Linked DNA regions of Sus scrofa: regions 2 and 3 are each linked to region 1. Evidence: chromatin contacts called from public HiChIP or PLAC-seq data. All regions are on one chromosome and are shown on one strand. Each heading gives the region's core, a stretch centred on a gene start, on an enhancer-like site or on the middle of the called end of the contact. The rest is flanking DNA. Distances are from core to core; before and after follow the strand shown. Region 1 overlaps LPP (lipoma-preferred partner). Region 2 overlaps LPP (lipoma-preferred partner). Region 3 overlaps LPP (lipoma-preferred partner).

Region 1 (4,096 bases), core at 737-3,236:
AATCTCTTAGGTTCTTACCCCAATCACATTCTCAAGGCTCCTGTACAGTGGTAGCTAATATGCTAAATTTGTTTTAACATCCATGGGAGTTCCCATCATGGCTCAGTGGTTAATGAATCCAACTAGGAACCATGAGGTTGCAGGTTCGATCCCCAGCCTCGCTCAGTGGGTTAAGGATCTGGCATTGCCGTGAGCTGTGGTGTGGGTCACAGATGCAGCTCAGATCTGGCGTTACTGTGGCTCTGGTGTAGGCAGGCGGCTACAGCTCCAATTATATCCCTAGCCTGGGAACCTCCATGTGCTGTTCTAGGTGCAGCCCTAGAAAAGACAGAAAAAAACAAATAAAACATACATTTCTGTACAGTTTTATTGCATATCTCTAATATGTAATATATATCATATATTATTATATATTAGCTCTAATATATATTATATATAGTATATGTTATGTATTATCTCTAATATATATATTATATATATCATACTTTATATATGATATATATTATTATATATTATCTCTAATATATATGTTGTGTTGTTTGCATATAGTATTTCTTAATTTTAAATGAATGTATTGTATCATACTTATTTTTCTGAGACTTTTTCACTCAAAATTGTAAGACTAGGGTGTATAAATATGTATGAATTATATGATAATTATTTAAGAAAATCTAAGGAAACCTAAATTATTTATTAGTAACCTAGCAAAATCAAAATAGAAATTTACATTTAGAAAATAAAATGGGAAAAAAATCTTTATGAAGAAGCAACAAAAACAAAATACCTAGGTAAACCTTTAAAAGGGTAAATGATCTAAGTGAAGAATGCTATAAAATTTTACAGGGATAATTAACTCAGGAGCAAAATGATTGGAGGATTGAATATGCTTTGGAAAGCACCTCTCACTTTAACAGGCATTTATATCATCACCCTGTAATTATACAACAGCTCAACTTTCAGTGGGAGAATAGTTACTGCACTGTCCTTTGCTGATGGATTTTATTTAGCCTTTTCCCCTATAGAGCCCCTAGCCCTTTGCTGATTTTCATTACTGCCCACCACATCCCTGCAGGCTATACGGCCCTCCCTGGAAAGGGTAGTAAGGCTCCCACCTGGAAGAAGATGGCCCAGAATAATAGAGACCTAGCCAGACATACCTTTTGCCACAGTCTGCTATCCCAAACTCTACTTTTTTCTCTTGTCATAGAGATAGAATGCTTTTTAAGAGCCAGGAGGAACCTTAGAAATTCAATAACGTCATTTTATAGCTGAGAAAACCTAAAGCCTGAGAAAGCTGACTGATTTGCCTGAGGTTATATGGTTTATTAATGTCAGAGGCAGGAATAGAAACCATGAGCCTTGATGATGCCTTCAAAGAACTGCTTTCTTTGGGACTGACATGAGAGGTTTAACCATATGTGACTACAGGGCCCAGAGTAACATCCCTAGAAAATACTGGATTGCATAAATTTTGGTTGGAGAGTTTAGACATAAGACAGAAGTTGCTTCAGCCCTAACCAGAATGGAGAGTCTCAGATTTCCAGGTTACATGCCTCTGAAACTTTATGCTAGAACTTTCCCACTGCCCTAGTTTGTTTATTTTTAAATCAAGCATGAACTCACCACTTGGTGTTTGCCAGAGTTTGGATGAATGTCAGCATCAGGCCGCTGTAATAATGGTTTAAGATTATTTAATCCTATTACTTATACACTTCATTAGGCTGAGTGAATTGTTGGCAGTGGTTCAGTAAACTTCCTACTTTAGAGATAGATAAAAGGTTGGAAAGAAAATGGGGAAGGAGTCTGTTCCTTGTTTTCTTTCATATTTATCCTATATCTCCTAAAGGATGAAGGAATGATAATTACTCAGTACAGTGCAAAATCTGTATTAGTAGGGTCTTTTTAACTGGACTGTACCCTCAGAACCGAAAAATGAATACATTTTCGATTAGAATTAAAGATTTGGGCAGAGGAGATAGAGGGAGGAAAGGAGAGAGAGAGAGAGAGAGTGTGTGTGTGTGTGTGTGTGTGTGAGAGAGAGAGAGAGAGAGAGAGATTATGCTTTCAAACTGATCTTAAAAATAAACCAGAAAATAAGTTGGAAGAGTCCTAAGTAAGATATTCAATCTTTCATTTAGGGGGCCTGAGATGAGGCAGCAAATATTTTTAGAGAAAGAATATGGAATTTAACTTCAGACACTAGTCTGCATTCACTTCATTTCTTTTAGCTTAAATTTCCTCACAAATAGAATGAAAATGGTATTTCTTACCCCAGTGGCTAAGTGAGGGTTCAGAGAGGCTGATGGGGCTGAATAAAACTCAAAGTGTGGAGGCTCTGAGCAGTAAATAACTGCATAGACTGAGGCTCAGGAACATATGTACAGAACCTGCAGAAGAGAAGTTTGTGTAGCTTGAATCCCCAAAGGACAGTTATTCTTCCATGTTTCAGTCTCCAGAATGTTATCTGCACACTGCTGGTTTGAGAGCTTGAAGAGTCTGAGGACCAGTCACCAGTCATGAGCCTCAGGGAGCTTGGTTTTCCCAAAATGTGCCAGAGGCCACCTGCTTTGGAATCACCCTGAAGTCCTCATTAAAAACAAAATTCTGGACTACTCCCCAGAATTCCTGCACAAGAAGCCAGGAAGTTAGCATTGTTTATAAGGCTCTTGGAGAAGGTTCCTTTGCACACCCAGATTTGAGATCTATGTGCCTAGACCTCCAGCCCAGCTCGTGTAAGAAGCAGTCCTGAAACACTTCACTTTTACCCCACACGCCTCTCCTCCACATTCCTTTTACAATACTGGGCCAAACTGGACACTTCTCCCAGACATTGCTATCTTAGCCTTCTCTCTCTGTGCCCAGCCTGCTGTCTGCCTTGTACCTTTCTCCATCTCCACCATTTGAAAATCTATCTCATCCAACCTTAAAAAAGCTTTCCTGGAACTTCCCTAAATAGATGGGGCCTTTTCTGAACATGCAAGGCTTTTATTTCTCCCTCTCTCATAGGTTTTAACCTTCTACAATTGGTGTTATAGCCATTTGAGATTTTTGGCATATTCCCTTATGAATTTGAAACCATTATTGGGGTGGGGGTTATCACATTTTATTCTTTTTTTCTTTCCCTTAGTTCTTGTCCCAACGGGTGTGCCTCTGGTTGCTTTGATATTTATTTGGGGCGGGTGGCTGGAGGGGAATTGGGTTTCCATTTAGATCCCAGTGTCTCCTAAGAGAGTCTTTGACTCTTTGTCCTTTGCTGTACCTTGGATTTGGGACTCTATGTGTGTATAAGAAGCAGAGAAGAGAACTTGGCTTGGGGAGCCTGTCAGCAGTCATTGCTGAAATGTAAATGTAAAAAATTGAAAAGAAGGATGTGAGAGTGAAGCCAGCTGTCTTGCTTCCAGCTGTAGAATTATCATAAGAGCTGTTGCACTCAAGGGCAAATGCACAGGCCCAACTTGTAGATGAAAATTGCTGGGGAGTTTGGGTGGAAATTCTCTGATATTCTGATGACTTTGAATGGGGACATGGTAATTCCTTCCCCTAGTCAGGCTTACTTAAAAAAAATAAAAAAAAAAAAAGAACTTACTTCCTGGATCTCTCTTTTGCTCACCTCCCTGCAGAATCAGAGGATGCCAGGCAAGGCTGGCATCATCTTTATTGCAAGGCAAGAAGGCAAGTGCTCTTTTTGAGTGTTTCATAGTAACAAGCATCTGATATACTGTCAGGTCTTAAAAATATTTTTTTTTAACTTGAAGATTATTTAATAATTCAGTGTCCTACATTTATGAGAAAATAGGATGCCATGAGAGGGGGAAAGACATGTTTAGGATGTCAGGAATGCGTAGATGCCCTGAGAACTCTGAGAAATCTAAATCACAGACATACAGGTGTGATGAGTTTTTGAATTATATCAATTATTTTGCATCATGAATGTCTTTCAAAAAAGTAACTTTTGTTTTACAAGCTCTTGAATAATACTAAAAGGTATTTGGGGCAATTTATATAAATAAAGCCATTGGGACACGTTACTTAAAACTGAGCCTTCTAAAATGTATCCCTAAAAAAAAGTGAAAGTTTATATTTTTATTCTAGTTTA
Region 2 (4,357 bases), core at 340-2,839, 330 kb before region 1:
AGAGTCATGAAAAACCCCCCTCTTAGACTGAGTGGGGTAATGATAGTAATGAGAATGATAGTAAAGTTTTCTGAAGTGTTACGTTGCAGTTACTATTCCAAGCATGTGTGTGTGTGTGTGTGTGTGTGTGTGTGCGTGCGTGCGCGCGCGCTTATTTCATAATAATCTTATAAAATAGTGCTGTTATTCATTTCTATTTGTTGAATGCACAGAGGTGTGAAATGACTTGCTCTAAGTCACATAGTTATTGGAGTTCCTGTTGTGGCTCAGCAGGTTAAGAACCAGACTAGTATCCATGAGGATGAGGGTTTGATCCCCGATCTCTATCATTGGGCTAAGGATCTGATATTGTGGCAAGCTGCATGATAGGTCATGGATGTGGCTCGAATCTGATGTTTCTGTGGCTGTGGTATAGGCTGGCAGCTATAGCTCTGATTCAGTCTCTAGCATGGAAACCTCCATATGCTGCAGGTGTGGCCCTAAAAAGATTTAAAAAAAAAAGTAAAAGGAGTTCCCATTCTGGCTCAGTTGGTTAAGAACCAGACTAGTATCCATGAGGATGTGGGTTTGATCCCTGGCCTCACTCCACGAGTTAAGGATCTGGTGTTGCCGTGAGCTGTGGCATAGGTCAAAGATGTGGCTAGGATCCCACATTGCTGTGGCTGTGATGCAGACCTGCAGCTGCAGCTCCAATTCTACCCCTAGCCTGGGAACTTCCATATGCACAGGTGTAGCCCTCAAAAGCAATAAATAAATAAATAAACAAACAAACAAACAAACAAACAAACAAACAAAAAATTGTCGCAGTTATTAAGTAGTAGAACTGGGTTTTGAACCCAGGCACTCTGGTCCTGGTGCTACACTCTGCTGCCAGGTTATGAAGTAATAAAGCTATAAAGGCAGATATGGCATGCCTTTAGAGTAGGACTGCAATCCCTTAGGTTTTTAAACCAGATTGACCTAAGGTTTCCAGCATTTTCTAAAGCTGTTGAACTGAATAAATCTCTCAGCTCTAATGCCAGGATAACCTGCAAACAACACAAAGAGATTTGGCCATAAAAGAGGATAGAGATCAAGACATTTATTATAGTTCTTATCTCTTTTATTTAGTTCTTTGTGTCTGAGAGAGTATGAATCTAAAACATAGTAGTAGATACCCATAAATACTTAAATTTCAGGTTTGAAGGAAGGAATGGATGGATGAATGAATCATGTAATACATATATCCATTTCTTGGAGGTTTAACCTTGAGCTTAGAATCTTTGTTTAACTATAATTAGCTTAGACTAGGTATGGTCATTTTACTAAAGCATAATTTTAGGATTAAAAGGTAACTCTGCAAACTGTAAAGGAATACTGTTAATTAGTTTCAAAATGTGTTAGTTTGATTTATTGTTATCTTTTTCTGATAAAGAAAGGGTGTAGTCTCCCCAAAAGTTTAGTGATTAAGTCACCAGCCGTCTTTTCTATTTTGGTAGTTGTGGTAATTGATGTTTCCTGGAAATTTTCCCCCTGTTCTATTAATACCGCCAAAGGGGGTTACAGCCATGACTCACTCCAGGAAGTCAACCATCATTTGCTTCCTCAATCTCACCAAACAGTCCCCATGTACAAAATCAACGACTTCTGCAAATGAGTTACTTTATAGCTCAAGAAAGTTCTAGATAATACAGCTTTTGTGGTTCACTTTCTGCTTCCTGCTGTAATGGGGACTAAAACAAAAATTCATGTTTTGCTTCTTTGTGTTCTTCAAATCTCTGACCAGTTAGGTCACTAGTGTGGTCTCTTGGTTAAGAGAACTCCCACCTGCTGTCTAGCAAAAGTCCCTTGGCGCTCATGTTTGCAAAGTTACACCTGGGGACAGGGGCTTTAGCAGTCAGGGAACTTGAGTTCATGAACTCCAGTGTGGTCTATATTTCTTAACAGTGTACACCTGACTTTGTGTTTCTGTATTCATTCATTTGGCCTTTTTTAAATCAATTAACACATTCATTTATTCTATGACTAATTCAGTATTTCTTGACCATGAGTGTGTGCCAGACACCATCCTAGGCATGAGGATATAGTGCGGATAGCACCTGTCCTCAGGAAGCTCCCAGTCTGCTTACTGTGTACTCTATTACCGAATTACTCACACAGGAAAGAAACTCAGTGAATGCAGAGAAAAGGAATCAAGCCCCAGTGATATATATAAATTTGTGAAGCATAAGGTTATTCCCGTTCATTCTGTAATTTTTTCTGCCTGGACTTCATCTTACCTACTCTCCACCTACCCCTACTCCCTCCTGACCGCATACCCATACACACTGGGATGGAACTCAATTGTGCATTTTTTGTGGCACCTCATATTTTCTATCTTGGATTATAGTAATTTATCCTCATGCCTTAGCTTCGCTGCAGATTCTTTGGGTAGAAGCAGTGTATGGCCCATTTCTGGGTCAAGGATGTCTCCCTTTTGACCTTTGCCCTCCCCCAACTCTCCTGGCCTCCTTACACAGTGCCAGATAAATGGTGTTCGACGTGTTTGACCAATGCTGGCTGTGTGATCTTAGACAAATAGGTGAACTTCTCTGAGTCTCCATGTTCTCTTTCACAAAAAAGAGGTTAATTTTGCCTACTTCCTAGGTTGTTGTGAAGGTTGGGTATTGTATTGAAAGTTCTTGTAATAACGTCTGGCACTTAGTAAGCACTTGCTAAATGTCATCATTAATAGGTGATTTTACTGCTACTTATGAATTGCCAACATTTCCTTCTAGGATTTTCTTGTAGTTCCTTATGATTGGTAGAGAAGAGACATATAGTCTAGGACTCTACATCAGCCTTCTTTATATGGGAAATTAGATGTAGATAAGCTGTTGTATATATCTCATACCCTTATATGATTGCTGACAAAATATTAAGTAAAAATTATGCTACCATTTCCCCTTGATGTCAAGTCATGGTATCATTAACTTCTCAGAATTTTTCTAGGTACTTCCTGCTGACAACAATTTTTTAAGGGGTTATGTTAATTGGTACCATCATCTAGTGATGCAGCTTGATCTTTGGGTTTTGACTTGGGTCCTTGGTCCTTGGTCTTTTGTTTATTCTTGTTGTGTGTGGCGGAATTAGGCAGAAAGACTTTGATATCCTCTTACCTCCCTCTCCCATCTCCTGCTGGCAGAGAAAATGTAAAGAAGAACAACAGAGTGACTGAAAAATTGCTGTGATGAAAAAAAAATGTGTAACATAATGAGAACTCCAACTATACACATAATATATATGAATTTATGTGTATATATATGAATATATGTATATATTTCATATGGCTATATATATCAGACTTTTGGGTTGACATATTTCTGTGTACACACAATATGCACTTTTCAAAACGTGTTTATACTCCACTGTCGTGGAATCCTTACAGATTAACCCTCTCTAGTTGTCACAGCAGTGATAGTGGTCTCCATTTTATAGATGGGGAAGTTCAGAGTCAACAGCTAATATGTTCTAGAGCAAGGGCTGAACCCAAGTTTTCAAAGTCCTGAGGCAGGAATAGTTTTTCATCACATTGTGTGTCAGAATATATCAGATGACAATTTAGAAACGTGGATTTAGATCAAAGGTGAACATTTATTTCTGTTGTAATGTTGCTTAACTTCCTAATAAAAATAAAACTGCAGTGAAGCTGCATTTGTCATCATTTAGGAACCTTCATACTCCTCTTCTTATTTTTATCACAGTTGCCAGGATCTGTGCTCCAATAAATGGTCCCTGGAAGGTTCAGTGTTAGCGTTGAATGGATGTTTTCAAATCCTCCTAAGTTTGTCCATTTCAGTACTTACCACAGTTTCTAATTGCATATGTGTGCAATCATTTGATCACTGCCCAGACTTAAATGTAAACTCCATGGGGCACTGTTGCATTTTAGGGGTCTAAGCAGGCAATAGGTATTTAGTAAACAACTGTTTAATGAATGAAAGGACACACACTTGTTAGATCCAGAATGTCAGTGCTACAAGGAGCCTTTTAAGTATTTGAATTTGGCTTAACAAAATATTACTCAAAACTTCTTCTGTTCCAACCTCTGACATAGATGCTTTGTAGTTTATATTGAGAAAAAAGACACGATTTCCATCATCAAAAACTAGTAATTTATTGGAGGGAGCATTTAAAATATGTGATATGAATTCTAGCCGAGCTCTAGGCAAAACTGTTGGGAACTACAAAGAGGTATAAAGATATACTTCTAATCAGAGACATTGCGCAAGGCTTTCTGACCATGTATTTCATCTGGATCTTGGAAAGTTGATTTTGAATGGGAACAATGTTAGGAAAGAACAGTCTATTTAATGAATGGATCATGGGGATGAATCAT
Region 3 (4,059 bases), core at 337-2,836, 410 kb before region 1:
TAAATAATTAGACTTGACAGTAGACGTGTCAACAGGTACCCACTTAATGAGTGTAATCATTGTTTTTCTCGGCTTTCAACGTTGATCCACTGACTGTGGTGTGTTCCCTGTCCAATTTCCAAACCAAGTCTATTTAAAGCTGTACTTCATGGAATCTGAAACTGTATACCCTGTTTACTATTTAGAGCTGATACCCGATGTTCTTTAACAGGGAATATCTGTACTTGAGCAAGAACAGGTTTCTGGCCTCTGGTAGAACATTGATTTTCCTTATTTTCTACAAGGTGATTCATTAGCAGGGATGAATAATGCCCAATTAATTCTCATGGACTTGTCTATATTGCTAGAGTGCATTGTTTATTATAATTTAATAGAAACAGCCCTAATCTGTCTTAACACAAATAAATCAGTGATTTTTTTTTTTTTTTTTTTTGAGGTGGAGGTAGAGACAGTAGTTATAAGTAAAATTATTTTCTTAGTCATCTGGATAGAATCTCATTGTTTGCAGGAGTGAAGCAATGCATTATGGGTTATGTTCTATGAACCCAAATTCATGAGAATCTAATTCTACTGCTAGCTCTGGGCCTTGGACAAGTCACTTTCCCTTCTCTGGGGTCCTTTTCAGTATCTAACAACAGATAAAGTTGGACTGGTCAGTATGGCATTTCTTCTAGTCAAATGTCCTATTTTTTACAATGTTTTTCCCTTGGCCAATCCTTTCTCCTACTGCCGCTTTTCCAATGTCATAGGAGAATGCAGTATGTGAAAATAGTTGTTCTTTTCAGCATTTGACTTTTGTACATACCAGAAGGGCAGGTAGTGATTTGAACTATACATACAGTATGATTGGCCATTTATGCATTTTTTTGGTTCCCATTCAGTTTCTGGTAGAAAAGAAAAAACATCTGTTCTTCCGTGTTTCTCTGCTCTATAATCTGGGTCTCAGTTTCACAGACTCTGGTAGCATAGAGAGGTTCCTCTTCTGTTTGTTGTTTGACTTTTCCAGGGTTGCAGTCAGTGACCTTAAGGAGAGATCAGAATGTTAAAGGCAGAGGGGACTTTAAGAACCACTCTAGCCAAATTCTTTCATTACAGAGATGGAGATTTTGGGTCAAGGAGAGAATCTGATTTGTCTAATGTATTAGTGGGCTAGAAGATCTGGGCTAGAATTCTTTCTTCTGACTCCATAGTTATATCTCTGTTTTAGGAGAGAAATCTCTATGTGAAGTGTGCTTTCTCTTCCTGATTTTAAAGGGACGCCATTTTCAGGCAAAACCAATCCCATTGTCAACACAGGGATGTGAGCTGCCCTTGAAACATAAATGGATGCCAAGCCTCTCTGTTTTTTCCATGAGGCATGGTATAGAGGATTCTGGCTGCTTGTCTTCTCTGTGTTTATTAGGAGGCTGTGGATTTCCCTGTAGTTCTTCCTGTAAGAGATTACTTGCCCCTGACCTCACCACTGTGTCTTCCTGCCCTTTTCTGATCCAGTGAATTATAGGAAGCTGAGTATGAGTTCCTAGCTGGCTATGTACTACGCATAGTTGGGAACATTAATAAAGAGAAGACAGATGCAGGATTAATACACAGGGGACAGGAGAGTAATAGCCAACATGGTGAAATCTAGTTCAAGGCCTGCAGTTCACAGTCACTGTGCTACCCAAGATTAACAGCAGCATCTTTCATTCTTTCAGACCTTCTCTCTGCCTTGTTCTCGTGGGACTGGGCTGGGACTGACAATCAGCTGGGATGATCTTTGCCAAAATCAAACTAATGTTTTCATGAGATTTCCAGAGAAGAGAGTAGTAATTATCTAATAGTTAGAAGATAACTTTGAGGCCACTGGGTCTTAACACTTATCTTATACCTCATAATCCTGGCATGTAGAGTGTGGCAATTATATTACTGAGTCTGTGGTTCAATCCTGGCTCTACTTAATTTGCTGTGACTTTGGTGAAAGCATGACTTTCCTCTGAACCTCAGTTTCTCCATCTGTAATATGGGAGGGGGAGGAGGCGGAAGCGAGTGAAATAGATGATGTCTGAGTTTCCCCAACTCTGATTTTCATGAGTCTCTGATTTTTCTAAGGTCCCATAGCAAGTTTGCAGCCAAGCTGAATCTGAAATTCTTTGTCTGGTTTGGAGTGCTCATCATGAAAACTTCCACTGTCTCTTTCTAAGCTGCATGCTTGTGTCTTTTAGCCTTGTTTTATTAAATAAACTTCTTTCTCTCTGAGTTGGAAGATCCCTTTCTGTCAAGGGACTTGCCTAAGGCAGTAGTTATTAATTTGTCTCTCTGTGTGTGTGTTTAGCGGTAGGGGAAAGGATTATGGAATATTTGGAAATGCAGATGAATCTATGAAATAGAAAATACATGTCTGCATAGAATGTTGTCTATAATTTCAGGAGGTCTGTAAACCTTCTGAAGATCATATATAGGTTCTAGATTAAGCAAAAGATATTTTTCAGTGTGGGAAGTCTGTGATGACATTTGGGTAACATACATTTCCTTTGCTGTTGGATTTCTCCCACAATTCACCTATTGTTTTGCTCTGAGTGTCAGACTCATTTATGAGCATGACTCTGGACATTTATTACATTTCAAGTTGTTGAGTGATGTCTTAATATTGAAATTCTTATTCTACTTATTTTATTCATTCACTCACTCACACACATTCACTCACTCAGGTGTTGTTTTAATCCAAAATCTGCTAAGTGCTATCCATTTTAATACTTCATTTCATTAATCTCATAAAGTAGAAAATTATTTTTTCCCACCTTTCTTATGTGGACCCTGAGCTCAGAGAGTTTGTGTAATTTGTCTAATGTCATACAGCAAATAAAATAGCAAAGTCTGGATTCAAATGCACATCTGCTTCAAGATGTGTGAATACCTCCAGAGATAACACAGACTATGAATAGGGACAGTGAAACAATTCTAAAAACTGTAGAAGTTTCTGGTAGGAATTGGACAGAGGCCCCCTGAAGAATACTCTGAATGTGAGCAATGGGAGTTCAGAGATGAACAAGATCATATGTCCTGAAACATTTACATGAAAATTCATTAATTAAGTACTCTGCTGGTACCTTCAGGCAGAATAAGAAAGTTGGGCAGTTGTATAAACTGCCTTATAAATAACTCATATTTTTCCCATTCTTTCAAACTTGTATCAGGTTAGTATTCTCAGTTTCTCCATTTTTATAAGTGAGAGGAGGAGGAGACAGAGTGATAGGGTCATAGAGCCCTGATCATACTGCAGGTTATCAACTGAATTGGAATCTCAATGCTTTGGGAAATCCATTTGTTGTTTTCTCCCTATTATGCGGGGGATTTTTACTAGAGATAGACTCCTGGCTGTGCACAGATCAGCACAGATGCAGATGTGAGCAGTTAGAATTTGGATCGTGCCAAGATGTAATGACTGCCACATGTGTGAAGCTCATCTCAAGGCCTGGTGACCCACCGTGAGTCTATGTGGGAGCCCTGGGACTGACCGCTGGTGTGAGACATGGAAGAGGCCTTGGAGATTGTCAGGGGCAACACCTTCAGATGGGCAGGCAGAACAAGGACCAGACTTCATACCAGCATCCTACAGTAACAGCTAATTAAATTTTCTGTCATCTGTTCGCTCATGCTCATACTTCCCAGGTAAATATAGCTGGATTGGGAATCCAGCACTGTTAGCTGCCGGACCTTGGATGCAGTATCTTGATTTCTTTGGATCTCAGTTTCGTTGTCTGTAAAATGGAAATCACACCCTAGTGGCAGGACTGTTGGGAGGATAAGTGGAATACCACTGTGCTATATAATACAAAAATATTATTGTCTGTGTGATTAATAGTTTGCATCCTAGCCCAAATGAGACAGGCACATGCGACCTGTTCTTATAGATTCTACTTCCTAACTTCATCTTTAGATTTTTTAGATCCTTGCTTCTTAGAGTTTGGTTTGAAGACCAGGAGCATCAGCATCACCTGGGAGCTTGTTAGAAATGCAGACCTCAGGCCACACTCCAGACTTACTGATCAGAATCTGCATTTTAATAAGATCCCTAGGTAG

Evidence for each region. HiChIP or PLAC-seq counts read pairs in DNA pulled down with a chosen protein or histone mark.
Region 2: an H3K27ac HiChIP or PLAC-seq map of alveolar macrophages shows a contact between it and region 1. The contact joins two enhancer-like sites. A contact is called at or near these places in 1 of 47 Hi-C or Micro-C datasets (epiblast stem cells) and 1 of 2 datasets of contacts at active chromatin or transcription factors (alveolar macrophages).
Region 3: a contact with region 1 is called in an H3K27ac HiChIP or PLAC-seq map of skeletal muscle. The contact joins two enhancer-like sites. A contact is called at or near these places in 2 of 47 Hi-C or Micro-C datasets (fibroblasts and skeletal muscle) and 2 of 2 datasets of contacts at active chromatin or transcription factors (alveolar macrophages and skeletal muscle).

What each region holds. Positions count from the first base shown.
Region 1 is chr13:126,366,700-126,370,795 of Sscrofa11.1, forward strand. All of the region lies in intron 8 of LPP (lipoma-preferred partner), which reads left to right. Among named protein-coding and RNA genes, the nearest start is that of MIR28, 87 kb to the left of the region's middle. Within about 2 kb of position 1,987, at least 7 of the 83 cell types and tissues checked have an H3K27ac peak or open chromatin away from gene starts, as enhancers often do. A contact at or near this core is called in alveolar macrophages and skeletal muscle, where this site is marked.
Region 2 is chr13:126,040,117-126,044,473 of Sscrofa11.1, forward strand. All of the region lies in intron 3 of LPP (lipoma-preferred partner), which reads left to right. Among named protein-coding and RNA genes, the nearest start is that of MIR28, 240 kb to the right of the region's middle. Within about 2 kb of position 1,590, at least 12 of the 83 cell types and tissues checked have an H3K27ac peak or open chromatin away from gene starts, as enhancers often do. A contact at or near this core is called in alveolar macrophages, where this site is marked.
Region 3 is chr13:125,961,740-125,965,798 of Sscrofa11.1, forward strand. The region is part of intron 2 of LPP (lipoma-preferred partner); the gene reads left to right. Among named protein-coding and RNA genes, the nearest start is that of LPP, 180 kb to the left of the region's middle. Within about 2 kb of position 1,587, at least 8 of the 83 cell types and tissues checked have an H3K27ac peak or open chromatin away from gene starts, as enhancers often do. A contact at or near this core is called in skeletal muscle, where this site is marked.